Regions from separate parts of the Canis lupus genome. Here region 2 is linked to region 1. Evidence: chromatin contacts called from public Hi-C data. All regions are on one chromosome and are shown on one strand. Each heading gives the region's core, a stretch centred on a gene start, on an enhancer-like site or on the middle of the called end of the contact. The rest is flanking DNA. Distances are from core to core; before and after follow the strand shown.

Region 1 (7,674 bases), core at 4,870-7,369:
GGCTCACTCAGTAGAGCATGCAACTCCTGATCTCAGGGTTGTGAGTTCAAGCCCCACATTGGGCATGGAGCCTACTTTAAAAACTAAAAATAAAAAGCTAACAGAACTCCAAATAGGTTAAGCCCAAACAAATTCCTGCCAAGATATATCATAATTAAACTTCTGAAAACTAAAGACAAAGAAAAAGCCTTTAAAGCAGCCAGGGAGAAAGAATATACCACCTGGGGGATCCCTGGGTGGCTCAGCGGTTTAGCGCCTGCCTTTGGCCCAGGGCACGATCCTGGAGTCCCGGGATGGAGTCCCGCATCAGGCTCCCTGCATGGAGCCTGCTTCTCCCTCCTCCTGTGTCTCTGCCTCTCTCTCTCTCTATCATAAATAAATAAATAAATAAATAAATAAATAAATAAATAAATAAATAAATAAATCTTTAAAAAAAATACACCACCTCAAGGAAAACACAAATTCCAATAATAGAGGATTTCTCATCTGAAATCATGGAGGTCTAAGAGAGGTGGCACAACATTTTCAAATGCTGTAAGAGTCGTCGTCAACCACAAATTCTACAAAGAGAAACAGCTGAAAAGATCTTAAGAAAACTAAAAAACAAAAGTTCCACAGTTTATATCTTAGTACTAACAAATCACAATGTATATGGGACCATTAAATGAGCAATTACAGGTTTTTCTTATAACAGTAAATATTTGGGAATTACAGATTTCCCCCTCACAAACACCAATGCCAATTAGATACATATATGTAGATGGCTTAATGCATATTCTCTACTTTCTTAATTCTCTTAAAAAGAGTTCTAAAAAAAAAAGTTCTGTCACTGTTCAAGATCTTTTATCAATTTGATAGTTTTTGTTCTACTTTTTTTTATTTTTTTTTTTAAGATTGTATTTATTTATTCATGAGAGACACAGGCAGAGACATAGGCAGAGAGAGAAGCAGGCTCCATGCCAGGAACCTGATGCAGGGGTACTCGATCCCAGGACCATGCCCTGAGCCAAAGGCAGATGCTTAACCCCTGAGCCACCCAGGTGTCCCAGTTTTTGTTCTACTTGAAAATTCCAAAACTTATGAGCCTCAAATCAGAGTTATTTGTTTAAAGAAGATGGAAGATACATATGTCTCAACAATCCATAAGATCCATTTTAAATAGTATCTGCTGGGACACCTGGGTGGCTCAGCGGTTGAGCACCTGCCTTCTGCACAGGGCGAAATCCTGGAGTTCCAGGATTGAGTCCCACATCGAGCTCCTGGCATGGAGCCTACTTCTCCCTCTGTCTCTGCCTCTCTCTCTCTCTCTGTCTCTCATGAATAAATAAATAATCTTTTTAAAATAAATAAATAGTATCTGCTAAAGAGGAAGCCTGAATGAACCTCTATAATCATGTAACAGCTTAACTATGTTAAAAGCCAAGTATGAGGGATCCCTGGGTGGCGCAGCGGTTTAGCGCCTGCCTTTGGCCCAGGGCGCGATCCTGGAGACGCAGGATCGAATCCCACGTCGGGCTCCCGGTGCATGGAGCCTGCTTCTCCCTCTGCCTAGGTCTCTGCCTCTCTCTCTCTCTCTATCATAAATAAATAAAAATTAAAAAAAAAAAAAAAGCCAAGTATGAGAGCAAATATTATTTATCTTAATCCACTAATTTATTACTAATATATATGTTTTTTTAAACAAGAATGACTATGCAAGTATGACTAATGACCTGTTAATCAGCCAAGAAACAAACAGATGGTCATCTTGCAAAACTGTGAATTCAAGATCTGTTTCACATTATTTACCAACTGACTCACTCAACTAATTTTTATCGTTTTTAAATATACTAAGTACTGTACAAGGCAGTGATAAAAAGATAAATAACATATTACAACACTGTGATATAATTATTATAGAATATATATCCAGTCTTCATTCCTGGCTCCTGGCACAGAGCTAAAACCTTTAGAATTTTCTTGATGGGGTAAGAAGAGCATCTTTTGTTACTCATAATAAGCCCCTTTCAACCATATCTTGGAGAATGAGGGGTGGTTGCCATAAGAACCAACCTCTGACCTCAAGATGGGGAAAAGAGGTGCAGATTGAGTTTATCACAATCAACCAATGATTATGCCTACATAACGAAGCCTCCATAACACCCTAACTGAAGGGAATCAGAAGCTTCTGGGTTGGTGAACACATGAAGGTGTCGGGAGGATGGTGCCCCCAAGGAAAAGCACAGAAGCTCATGGAAGCTCTATGCCCCTTACTACATACCTTGCCCTATGCATCTCTTCCATTTGCTGTTCCTGAATTATACCCTTTATAATAAGCAAGTAATGGTTAAGTAAAGAGCTTTCTGGAGTCCTGTGAGCCATTACAGCAAATTATTGATCGGAAGAGGGGATTGTAGGAAGCCCCAATTTACAGTCAGCTGGTCAAAAGTGCAGGTCACAACATGGGACTTGCAACTAGCGTAGCAGTGGGGGGTACAGGAGGTGGGCAGGGGCTAAGTTCTCCACCGTGGAGACTGCACAAACTCCAGGTAGGTGGTGTCATAATTAGGTTAACTCGTAGGACACCCAGTAGGGGTCTGGAGAGTTGGAGAACGTAAGGGAAAAGCCCACATATGTGATGTCAGTAGCGTCATGAGTAGTGTAGAAAAAACAGTAGGCATGATCTTAGATCTCAAGAAACTCCTTGTCATGACAAAAATAGGTGCACGAGAAATCATTTAAATAAAATGGTATGTACTTTAATGGTACATGTACCAAGTGCCAGGAAAGTAAGCAACTAATGATGCCAAGAAAAATGACATTTATCCTAATTTTCACGAGTTAAATACTGTAATTTCTCAGGGTTCTATCATTCCCTCTTCAAGCTCTCAGCCCAGTTCTCAGCCTGAGCTCACATAAAAAGCAATGTTTTAATTTTAAAAATTGTATGTATGTGGGCAGCCCTGGTGGCGCAGCGGTTTGGCACCGCCTACAGCCTGGGGTGTGATCCTGGAGACCCAGGATTGAGTCCGATGTCGGGCTCCCTACATGGAGCCTGCTTCTCCCTCTGCCTGTGTCTCTGCCTCTCTCTCTCTCTCAAATAAATAAATAAAACATTTTTTTAAAAATAAAATAAAATAAATAAAAATTGTATGTATGTATACATTTATTTGAGAGAGAGAATGCACTAACCAGGGAGCCCGACATGGAACTCAATCCTAGGACCCCAAGATCGTGACCTGAATGAAAGGCAGCTGCTGAACCAACTGAGCCACCCAGCTGCCCTGGGAAGCATTTTTTAAATGAGAAGGTTTGGCCCCACACCAAACCAACTCTCTATGGAAGCCTTCACCCTCTCATCCTTATTCTTTAAAAGCTCCCCAGATGGTTTTACAGTAGCGCCTGGGTTAAGTGAATGAAGTAGTGCTTGGGATGGAAATGACCATCTCTGTTCAGGAAAAATGTAACCCAAGCCTCAACCAATCTTCTGGCAATGAAGAGAGAGAGAGAAAGATTTCAAGTAGAAACAATATGAGCAATAAGAGACCAGCTGTGAAAGAAGAGGATTCTAAGGTTTCTAATAACAAGAGTTAGGGTGAAGGCCTAAAACAGGACAAGGAGTATGTGCTTGAGGGGGCTCAGTGAGTAGAGGGAAGGGAAAAGAAAATATAGCCAAGTTTGGAATACTCAGTATCCAAATTTAGTTATCCAATAGGTGATGAAAATAAAGAACTTGAAACTCAAGAAAAATGCGGACTGAATACACATCTTTGAAAACCATAAATCTACTGGTGCTATTTGAAGCTAGGATAGGAAGTGTAATCACACAAGGAAATTAGAGAACAAAGAAAAGAACAGAAATTGAAACTCTAAGGAATACTACATTAATCAGAGAAAATAAAAAAGGGGGAAGCATCAAAGGAAGGTTTTTATCTTTGTTTTGGAAGGTGTAAACTGTACCATGTATGCAAGATGAGAAAAATATGAGAATATAGAGCAGATCAAAGATGTTAGCCTTAGAAAGGAGGACCCTTTGTTCCCTGGTAAAAGGAAATGAGATCAGAAATCAAACAGGCATAGGCATACTATCATTTTTAATGACAGATTCTTAAGAGTTCAGGGCTGAAGCCCACCAATTTCTTGTGAATTTTCTGCTGATTGCAAAATAAGCAATGAAGAAACATCAAGAGCAGGACGAAGGGAGGAGAATGGTAAAAATCTTTTAAGAAGCCATTCAGATTTTAGTACGTAAGAATATTCTAGGAGGTAAGAGTAAAGTTAGAATCCAGAAGTCTAGAGCAGCAACCCAGGTCACTTACATGATTTTCTCTAGTCTGCTCTGGAAAAGCAACAGTTTGATCCTGGCTTGTAGACCATTAAAGCAAGTGTGGGAAGAATGAGTTGAAGACAGTAATGTAGCTTTTATGATTTTGAAAAGTCAAATTTACTTCACTCTTTGCAAAAAAAAAAAAAAAAAAAAAGACCGTAGTTGCTTCCTCTGATTGCCAGAAAGAGGGTTGGGGAAAGGGAGAGATACTCTCCTCTGTCACTCTCACAAAACTTGTGAGAACTTTCACTCCCAAGCATGTTTGATCCCTCCAGCAGCTGATTCCAAGAATTCTACACCTGATTCCCCCGGGCTCTTCAAGGATGAAAATTCCCTGCAGGGCTGGACTCCCCAGCTGAGAGATACACAAGTGAACACTTCTTCTGGGAGACCTGGGTGGCTCAGCAGATGACCCACTGCCTTGGCTCAGGGCGTGATCCCGGGGTCCTGGGATCGAGTCCCACATCGGGCTCCCTGCACGAAGCTTGCTTTTCTCCTTCTGCGTGTGACTCTGCCTCTGTGTGTGTGTGTGTGTGTGTGTCTCGTGAATAAATAAATTAAATCTTTAAAAAAAAAAAAAAAAAAAAAACCAAACCACTTCTTCCACGCAATGCTACTTTGGAGAGGAGATAAACGGGGTGTGTGTGTGTGTGTGTGTGTGTGTGTAAGGAAATAACCATATTGTGAAGCTCCCTAAGAATCCTTTACAAAGCCAATGAATATAAAACAATACTTGACACAAAAATAGCCAACTTGTTTTCTTCCTGCATAAACGTAGTGAGTAAATAATTGATAATGTAACGTCTCTCGCACTTGGAGCTCAATAATCTGTCCTGCCATGTCCCACATCACTCCTCCAATAGTGAGTGGAATCCCTCTGGATCATGGGCCTCTTGTACCACCATCTGGAGGAGGAGAGGCGGACTGTGCACCCGGCCCACTGTGCGCCAGGCTCGACGGGCTCCGCGTGCAGCTCCTCGGAAGACGGACTGATGTTAACTACAGATCTGGCACCCGGTAGAGCACTAGAGTGCTGACGGTTCGGGTGCGACGGATGAAAGTGGGGAGAGGAGTCGAGTTCGCAGACGAACGCATCTGGGAGCAAAAGGGCAAAACCCAGGGCCATAAGAGGTTGCGGGGGAGACTAAAGGTACGGAGGACCGGGCAGCAGAAGGCAGGGACGAGGGCGACTGCGGAAACGAAACCCCGGCACTCGTGCGGGCAAAGTCCGCTGTGATCCCGGCGGGACGCGGGGGCGGGAAGGGGCTCATCCCCGGGAGGCGCCCCGAAGGGCTGCAGAGGCCGGGAAACGGTGCCAGCGCCGCGAGTCCCGGGGAGGGGGCCGGGGGGAGGGGCCTGGGGAGAGGCGGGGAGGGTCGGCGAGGAGCGGGTGCGCGAGCGGGAGCCGCGGGCCGGGCGGGGGCGGGGCCGGACAACTGCCCCCCCCCCCCCCGCCCAGCCACCGGGGACGGATGCGGAGACGTGCGAGCCGGGCTGACGCGGGGCAGTGGGATGCCAGGGCAGAGTGGCCGGGGCCCGAGGCGGGGCACGGCGACGGGAAGGCGGCGGGGCCGGGGCGGGGGCCGGGCGGGGCCGGGCGGGGGCGGGGGCGGGGCGGGGCGGCGCTCCCACCGAGCCACAGCGAGCGCGGCGTCTCCCTTACCTGGGATGAGCGAGGAGCCGCCGCGCCGCCTCCCCAGCATCCTGCGCTCGGCCGCTTCTCCCACTGCCCTAGGGGGGGGCCATTCCGCCCGCCCCGGGAGCCCGCCCTCACCGCCAGGCGCCAGCGGCCGCCAGCCCGGCCCGGCCCCGCGGAGCAGCGCCAACGCGACCCGCGCCCGCGGCCGCCTCAGCAGCGACTCCCGCCGTCGCTGCCTCAGCGCCGGCCGCCTGCCTCCCGGGCGGGCCCGGGATCTCACGGATGCGGCGATTGGCTGCCGCCAGCCCGGCCGGGAGATGTGTCGGACCCTCTGATTGGTGACTTTCGCTAGCTCCCGCCCGCTGGGGGCGGTGCTTGGAATAGCCCGGGTCCAGCGGGCGTTAAGGGACCAAGCGGGAGGGACCTGACGTCGCGGCCGGGCGGGCGTGCCTGCGTCCCTGCGCGTGCGCGCTCCCCGCGACGGCTCCGGGGCAGCCACCTGCGGGGCCTGGTGGTTGCCCTGGCGACCGCGCCCGGCTGGGGGTGTGCGCCACGCGGTCCGTGGCACGCGGCAAGAAAAGGAGCTTCTCCAAGCCGGCGCCCCCCCACGTCCGCCGCTTCCATCCAGTCCCACCTCTCCGGCCGCTTCTGGCCGAGGAGTTCCAGACTCCCTGGGAATAGCTCAGGGGCCGAGAGGGAATCCACGCGATATTGCATCCCACACAGAAGTGCGAGGGATGGGAGATGCGGCCCAACCACAGGGGAGGCGAACTGATCCTGGAGAGAAAGAAGTGAGAACTGGAGAAAAGGCCAAGGAACGAGCGACGCTGGGGAGAGGGATGAAATTTCCAACTGAAAGTTAACAGTTGGCGCTGACGACTCCTCCACACCAGCTTCCGACAACGCGAGTGTCTCACTTGTATGAACTGTGAGAGGAGATTCAAAATGCAGTAAGCAGGGCCTCGTCCAACTCTGGGAACGCCTCAGACTTTTGACTTTCGTCAATCGAACTTTCTACTTTTGTCAATTGCAACTTGTTGGTTTCAGCTCCACCATCTTCTCCACTTAACCTTCTGCTTTGGACTGAAAGAGAAAATGCTAACCTCTGACGGCTAAATAGTTATGTGTTAATGAGTCTAAACTCAGCCAGCAGCAATCATAATTATGTTAAAACGACTTATGTAACCTTGTGGCTTTTGCCTTTAGAAGCTGGATCTAATGCATCCTTGAAATTCAGAGCACACTTTGAATTTCAGTGGACTCCATGTCTCCTCCAAATAAATGCTTCGATTGCCTTACCTCCTCTTCTTGATGGACAGAACACATTGCAAAAAGGCATGGGCTCAGGGATCTAATCTAATAAAGATATTCAAAATTCCTGTCAACCATATTGGAATGTTATCTAATGTTATCTACAGAATGAAATCTGTAAAATATGTATCTTAGAGAGTTGCTGTAGTGTTCAAGTGAGACACACGCAAAAAATTGTACCTGAATGCTCTATAGCAACATTATTCATAATAGCCAATAAACTGAAAACAACTGTCCATCAACTGATTAATAAAATTTGGTATATCCATATGATGAAATATTATTCAGCCATAAAAAGGAATGAAGTTCTGATACATGCTACAATGTGGATTGCAATATTGAAAATATTATGCCAAGTGAAATCGTTACAAAAGACCCCATATTGTAGAAGTCCATTTTATATAAAATGTCCAAAATA
Region 2 (7,900 bases), core at 3,421-5,920, 160 kb before region 1:
GCCCAGATGCAAACATAATTGACTCCAAGCCCATACCCACAGTGGTCCAGACTCTAGTGCAAAGTGCTATTCACTGATCACAATGGGAAACTGTCCCAGGTGGCAGCCCAATCAGACTTCATCATAGGTGCTGGCGGCATATAAAGTGTACCAGCAGAGAAATGTACCTGACCAAATGCCTTAAACCCCTACTTTATTTTATCTGAGTCTTTAAGCAACTTCATCTGATGATGAATCATAGGCCATAGGAGTCCAACAGCCTGAGGATAAATGCCATTTATCCTGCTTTCTGCCACACCCTTGCCTGTCTCTGACCCTCTCCAGCTATGGCCATGTGGCATGGGCGCATCAACCTAGAGCCAAACTCTGTTCCCTCTCCCCACAACCCCTTTCCAAATCAGTCCTCTAGGATCTTAAGCAAACCTTGGTCTGCTCCGAAAAACATAACCCCGGGGCAAGGCCCAGCTAAGAGTGTGCTGTGGGAGCTGCCAGCTGGGGCCAGTACTTTCTTCTCCAAAAGAGCCTGCAAACAAAAATCTTTTTATAGCTCTGCAGAATGATGTGACACTTTGTTTTCTCAGCATTGGAGGCAGCTAACAGCCCAATGGGGACACCCAGATAGTTCAAAGTAAATTGTTTGACCAGAGATTCCTTTCTGTGGATAAAAATGACCTTCTTCCCAGTGTGGGCAATCCTACTCGGAGGAGTGATAGAGGAGCAGTGGTTGGAGATCTCATTTCTGCACTCCCACCCCCCACCCCCCTAGTCAATTTGTTGAAGGTCAAGAACCATGCGAGTTCTCTGGTCATCTCCAAAGTTAGGCCGAAGATGCAAAGAGCTTTAGCCACATGCTCTGGAAGGACCTGGCCAGGGGTCATACCAAGGCTCCTTATGTAATTGGCATGGCAGGCCTGTGAGGCAACTATAATTATTTCTCATTTCACAAATAAGGAAACTAAAAACAAATCTTTACATTGCTTATGTGTAAGGTATCAGAAGTCCTTTCTTGGGAAAGGCTATTTTCTCTATGTTTTAGTGTTAAAATGACAGTCACAATTGAAGGTGCTTTTTTAAAAAGACTTTTCTTGGCAAAATTAAAAAATGGCAATCATATATTGGCCCTTCCCTCACCATTTTTGTTCATGCATTTTAAACTATTGAAGGAGGTCTGAGAACCACTGTCACACTCCACATCCCTCCCTAACGGCAACATGGAGCCCCAGAACTTGAATCTGATGATATTCCCCAAGAGGTTGTTTTGGAACTCCCCCACCTCTAGGTGGGATCACACCTATTCCACACAGATGACAACGTCCTGGTCTTCAATTTCATAGGACAGCAGCAGTTTCATCACATCCAGCCAGTATGTGTCACCTGGGATTGCTTGTCCTCTCTGGGAAAGAAACTATGACTTCTGATCCCACTCAATAAGCACATTTACTAAATTGCATCTGTACATTTGTTATCTCCTCTCCTAGGTATTATAGAAGACACCAAAGCCCCAAACTGAAGCCCATGACACTTACTCCCTAGGACTACAAAACTGATCACAGAGGGAGAAACATACCCAAAGTGGGTGCCATCCCGGTCAATGAAGTACCGGCCCTCGGCGTCGGTAGGGATGTAATGCCGCCCGCTGAACATGGCCGCCAGCATGGTGTCTTCATAGCGCCGCAGGGTAGATAGGCGTGTGGTGAAGTGAGCCCCTCCAATGTTAAGGGGGACAACCTCAGGAAACTGGAAAGGAACCACCAGTGCTTTCAGCCCGGCACTGGGGAATGAGAGCAGGGGCTGCTCTGTCGGCCGTCTCCTTGGGTCTCATTAGTGCTGCACCATCCGGGCACCCAAGGCTACAATCTGGGAGTCTCTCTGAATGCTCTTCTCTCTCCTCCCTTTCCCTACACCCTTCAGTTGCCAAGTCCACCCCACTGTCCCTCTGATAGCCATTAAATCAGGCCTCCCCATGCCAGTTCCTACTGTCTCTTCTCTAGAATGAACTTAACCATTTTTATGCCCTTGCTTATGCTGTCTTCTCTGTCCAGAACATTCTTCCCACTCTCCCTCTGTCCATCTAGCAAATGCAACTGCCATAGATGTATGCGGTGTGCGTTGCTCACTGCACAGGGCACCCGTCTGTGAGTGGTCTGCTAGATCAGCTGTGTGCCCCTTCTCTATTGCACACCAAGGCACCATATAGGTCAGCAGCATCCACTCATTCTATTCCCTGATTCTGTGAACACTTAGGCTCTTTTGTCCCTCACCTGCCCCCAACACAGAGTTAACTAAATAGTCCCTCCATGTGCCCTCACTATGTGCCACGCTCTCCTCTATTATAGTTCCTAGCATGATACACTGGCAGTTATTTACTCCTGTCAGCCCACCCTTCTAGACGCCAAGGTTCCTGAGGGCAGGGACACGTTTTATTCACTAATCACAAGGTCACCCACAGCAGAGCTCATCGATGTTTGTGGAATCATTCCAGGCATCCACTCTACATTCTCTGTACCTCATCACTTCTCTCCTACTTAATCTGTAGAGTGAGATCAGGCCCCAGCCCAGCTAAGGTTCTGGAGGCAAAGGCAGGGGGAGGAACAGGGAATGATGGTAGAGACTGGCCCAGAGAAGCTCTGGGTTCTCTCAAGTGCTCAGGACCTTTTTTAGGGGTATGGGGGTAAGAGGTGGGAATATCTTTCACTGCTTGTGTTTTTAAAAGAAATGAAGCCAGTTCTCTCTAATTTTCCCACAAACCTCCAGATTAACTACAATTTTATACTAGTGCACACTTTTCAGTATTACAACATCTCTCAGGCTCCAGTGTATATTTATCTAGATAGTCCTTTCCCCTAGCTTTGCAGTATAGTTGACATACAATGTCACATTAGTTTTGGGTATAGACACAGTGATTTGACGGGCCTACACCTTATAGTATGCTGACCACAAGTGCAGGTGCCACCTGCCACGACACATCGCTATTATGGTATCATGGACTGTGCTCCCTGTGCTGTACCTTTTATCCTAGTGACCTTTTCATTCCGTTACTGGAAGCCAATACGTCCTGCTTCCCTTCACTCATTTTGCCCATACCTTCACCTTCCCTCCCCTCTTGTAATCACTGGTTTGGTCTCTGTATTTATGAGTCTATTTGTGCTTTTTTTTTTTTTTTTTTGTCTTTTAGATTCCATATATAAGTAAAGTACTATGAGCTTTCAAATTCTTTGTGAAATAAAGTAGGATATAAATACATTAAATCAAAGCTACTCAGAGCCTGATGCAGTGCCTGGCTCCCACAGTAAAGACTCAAGTATGCCTTGAATGAATGAGTGAATAAATGAATAAAAAAAAAGTATGTACAGTTCTTGTGTATGTACACACTGTTACTCTTCTGCAACCAAAGGACAGCAAATACCTTCTACTTACTCTATAGCTCCTCTAAAACTACTGTATATGCATACCAAGGACTCAAATATTATTTTGGGATAATAATACTTTACATTTCTGGGGCTCTTTACACCTTTTTCAAGGACACCTCATATCAATCCAAGAGTTTGCTCCATAGTAGAGCTGAAACGACGGAGGCACACAGGAAAAAGCAGTCAAACAGCTTTAGGTCTCCCATGCAACAATGTATCTATGGGGGAACAGGCCTATGGTCTCTGGGTCCTGCACTTTCTTTCAAGCCACATTGTTTCTCCAGTGACAGTGCACAAAAAATAAGCACCACAGCGTTCCTAGGCTTTCCCCCCTCCCCCAGCTGCAAAGAGTACTTCTAGGGTTTTGCTCATTGTCACAAGTGTTTCATGATGTTGAGAGTATAGGCTTCCAATCCCCCCCCACCCCCGTGCCCCCTGAGGCTGCCCCTTCTAGGGCTGCACACATCACAGGCCCCACGTCCAGCACTACCTTAGCTCCTGCCTCCTACCTCCTAGCCTCCTCCTTCGGGGCCCAGGAGGGCTCCACCTCCCTCCTCATGGCCACTTCGGCCCTAAATACGATCCTGCCATACGCGTCAAGCCCGGTGGGCGCAGCACAGCACAGCACAGCGGCTGCAGAGGGAAACCACGGAGCAGTCAGGTGCGCGTGGACACGTGCACCCACCGGCCCGCTCCTCCTCTGCAGAGTCCCTAACCCCCACGGTCGGGGCAGGGGCAGCTGGAGACTGCATTTCCCGGAAGACACTCCCTCTGGGGGCTCCGAGGTCCCCTCCCACCGCCACCCTCCCTCGTCGTCGTCAGGGCCGGAGCGAGCAGTGGGAGCGCGGCAGCCCCGCGGCCGGTGGACCTGGGCGGAGGGGGGGGGCGGGGCGGGGCGGGGCGGGGGTGGCGGGCCGCTGTGCGCCCGGGCGAGGCGGCACGCCGGGTGGGCGGGGACGGGCCGCGGGCTGACCGCAGCGTCCGCACCGCTCGCAGCCCGGGGTCAGCCCTGCCGCGCAGCAGCTGCTCCCGGGCGCCCCCCGACGCCCCGGCGCCCCCCGCAGTACCTCCTGGGGCAGCAGGGGCAGCGCGTGGCCCGCCTGCGTGGCCGTGGGGGTGGCCGGCTCCAGGAAGTCGTCCTCGGCGTCGGAGCTGGACATGGCACCGTCCGGACGACGGCTGTCTGGCTCCCGCCCCGTGACTACCACCATCCCTCTGGCTCCGGGCAGTGGGCGCGGCTGCGGGCGGCGGCGGCGGCGGCGGGCGGCGGCGGCGGCCCGGGCACTAGCGCCGAGCAGCCCCCAGCATGACGCGGCGCGGCCGCCGGGCGGGCCGCGGGGCCCAGGGCGCAGCGCGGCGGCGGGAGGGCGGCGGCTCCCTCAGCGCCAGCGGGCTCGCCGAGCAGCGCGCGCACCGCAGGGCCGCCGGCCCGACCCGGCCGCCTGCCGCTATTGGCCGAGGCTCCGCGTGCCCCGCCCCGATGGGCAGGCAGCTCGTCCACTCCAGGAGCAGGCAGCGCCTGAGCAGCCACTGGGAGGCGGGCCTGCCCGCTGCCCTGCTCTGATTGGTCGCCGGGCAGCGGACGCCCTCCCCCCGCCGTCTCTCGCCCGCCGTCGCCCGTACGCGGGCCCCGCCCGTCGGCTCGGAGGGGGCTTCCCGCCGCGGGGTCGACGCCTCCCGAGCTGAGGGGAGGCGGGGCTCGCCGTCTCGGCGTGGGTCCGCCCGCAGGCCGGGGGAGGCCGGGGGAGCTGCGGCGGCGGTGCGGGTCCTGGGTCGCCCGACGGAGGCGCGGGAGGACAGCCGAGGACCGCGGCCGAGGTCGCCGGGGCGGTGCGAGAGCAGAGGCCGCGCTGCGCCGGGGCCGCCGGGGCCGCCGGGCGTCCGGCCCTTCCCGACTCAAGCAGGAACCTGGAAACAAAGCTCCTGGGAGCGACCGCGGTCCGGTAAGCAAGACAGTGCGTGTCCACTGTCCACCCGCGCGCCGGGCCGCGGATGCTCGCCGCCGCCCGCCCGCCCGTCTGTCCGTCCGCCGCCCGTCCGCCCGCCCGCCCGCCCGTCCGCACCTCGGGCGCCGCGTGCGCAGCTGGGGCTCCGCCAGGGGTCCAGCATCGAGCTCCTTCAAACCGCTTCACCCCGGCTCCTCAGCGGTCCTGCCGTGACGGATGGTGAAGGTGGGCACCTCCCCTGCTGGACCCACCTCTGTGCATCACAGCCACCGGAGCGGGACCCCGTCGAACTCGCAGTCCTCCGTCCGGAGCCCCACTCGGTCTGGAGCGAGCCCCCCCCGCGGCCGTCCTAACTAGCCGCAGGCCCATGAACCTCTCTTCGGGTAGCACTACCCCAAACAGGGCCCCTAGAGGTTCCCCTTATCTATCACTACCTGCTCCCAGTTGTCAACAATATGTAACAAAATTTCCTCTTTCCATCCTATGACAATTAGGATGTTTCAGCTGTAACAGAAATTGCAACCAAAATAATAAGAATTTCATTATGGTATATAAAGTCTGAGCAGATCCTGGGTTGATTCACTAACTCAACTGAACAAGCAGTTACCTGGACCAGCTTCCTTCCATTTATCCACTAGGGACCGATGGCCTCTCCTCCCCTAGGAATCCATATGAGAAAACCACAGAACCAAGGGCAATCAGGGACACGGTTATTCTGACTCCTTAAAGAAAGGCTGAGCAGGGAGCCCAGAGGCTCAGGAGATCGTGAAATCCATATGCAACCAGTTTTTACATTGCATTCTCAATGTGCCAGAGTTTGCATTTTCCATTCCTGCTAAGGATTTCCTTCACTCATGTAGTTTCCCAGTTATTTGTTTACACAGCGAGGGAAAATCCAAGGTCAGCAGCCTGGAATGAGGACTTGCTGAATGAGTAGGAAGAGGTTGGAACAGGCTTTCTGGGAAAGCAGGGTAGTTTGCTGGCAGCAGCTATCTCCACCCAACAGTGGAATGACTTCCAGGCCATCTCACATGAGGGTTGCAGGGAAGGGTCTGTGAGCCTTTGAGAGAGCCATGGGATGAGTAGCAGATACTCTCGTGCAGAGGTGGGGGCTGCTCTCAGAACACAGGCAGTTATATCCTGAGATCACTTCTCCAAAACTAAACCAAACAGGCCTGAGATCAAACCCTGAGATTAGTAACTGGATTCTATTCTCCATGTATCCTTGAAGAAAAGAACTTCTGAATGCTGGCAAATCTTTAAAGTACTGATTTAACTACTGAATTTTCTCTCTTGTTTCTAGTTTATTGAATAACAACCATAAAGGAAATGAAAACAGAACCGAAAGCATCCAGCTTCTTTTCCATATTGCCTTCTTAGTTTTAATTTTGATTTAAATATTTTAGGCTTATCAAAAATTATGGACAATAATAATTGAAAACCCATGTACTTAGCTTGGGAGCTAATGAAACACATGTAACACAATATTAGAAACACAATTGTATCTGTACACACCTCCCTAATCTCATTTTACCCTCCTAAATACAGTATATGTATCACTCCATGCATGTTTTCTCTTTAATCAGGTTATATAACACGGAAAAGTGCAAAACCATTTATGTAGAAATGGTTTGAAGAAAATGGCTTGAAGAAAAATTATAAAGGAAATACCCATAATACTACCACTCAATCAAGAACTAGAACATTGGGACACCTGGGTAGCTCAGTGGTTGAGTGTCAGCCTTCAGCTCAGGGCGTGATCCCGGGGTTCTGGGATCGAGTCCCACATCAGGCTCCTTGCATGAAGCCTGCTTCTCCCTCTGCCTATGTCTGTGTGTCTCATGAATAAATAGATAAATAACCTAAAAAACAAAACAAAACAAAAACAGAACATTACAAGCCCCTACATTCTCCAAGGGTCCTCCCTGATGAAGACAGCCTCCATTCTCTCAGAGGTCACCAGCATCCTCACTTTTCTGACAATCATTTACTTGTTTTCCAAGCTTAACCACCCTTTTCTGCATCTCCTAAGCAATGCAATTTGATTTTAGCTCTTTTTAGATTTTAAGATTTACTTATTTTAAAGAAACAGAGAGCAGAGGGAGGGGCAGAGGGAGAAGGAGAGAGAGAATCTGAAGCAGGCTCCCCTCTGAGCTTGGAGTCTGACCCTGGGCTTGATTCTACAATGTTGAGATCATGACCCGAGCCAAAACCAAGAGTCGGACACTTAGCCAACTAAGTCAACTAAGTGCCCCTGTTTTTAGACTTTAAGTAAATGCAGTGTTATCCATACCACTATTGATGAATAGTTTTTTTCTAGTGTTGTGTTATGACAATCAATGCTGCTATGAACCTTATTTTAATGTCTCTTGCTGTTCTGAACATTTTATATCAAATCATGTCACTCCTGCATTTCAAGCTCTTCAAGGGTATCCTTGTTTCCAGAACAGGTAAAGAAAAAAGCTTGGTTCTGAGTGAAGGGAGAATGGGAGGAAAATAAAAGAAAAAAAAGAAAGTGCAAATACTCCGTGAAGGAGCTTTGCT

What was found. Hi-C and Micro-C count contacts between places; a contact is called where the count stands out from the background.
Region 2: a Hi-C map of blood shows a contact between it and region 1, with 2.3 times the contacts expected there. The contact joins the promoter of KCTD7 here to the promoter of TPST1 in region 1. A contact is called at or near these places in 2 of 9 Hi-C or Micro-C datasets (amygdala and blood).

The regions. Positions count from the first base shown.
Region 1 is chr6:821,269-828,942 of UU_Cfam_GSD_1.0, reverse strand. It overlaps TPST1 (protein-tyrosine sulfotransferase 1), which reads right to left and starts at 6,119. Exons shown (of 6, transcript XM_038538994.1): 1 at 5,970-6,119.
Region 2 is chr6:975,719-983,618 of UU_Cfam_GSD_1.0, reverse strand. It overlaps KCTD7 (BTB/POZ domain-containing protein KCTD7), which reads right to left and starts at 4,670. Exons shown (of 6, transcript XM_038539003.1): 1 at 4,478-4,670; 2 at 1,568-1,737. The coding sequence starts at 4,621. LOC102153374 (a long non-coding RNA gene) reads left to right here and starts at 5,192. Exons shown (of 2, transcript XR_005360498.1): 1 at 5,192-5,353; 2 at 5,556-6,920.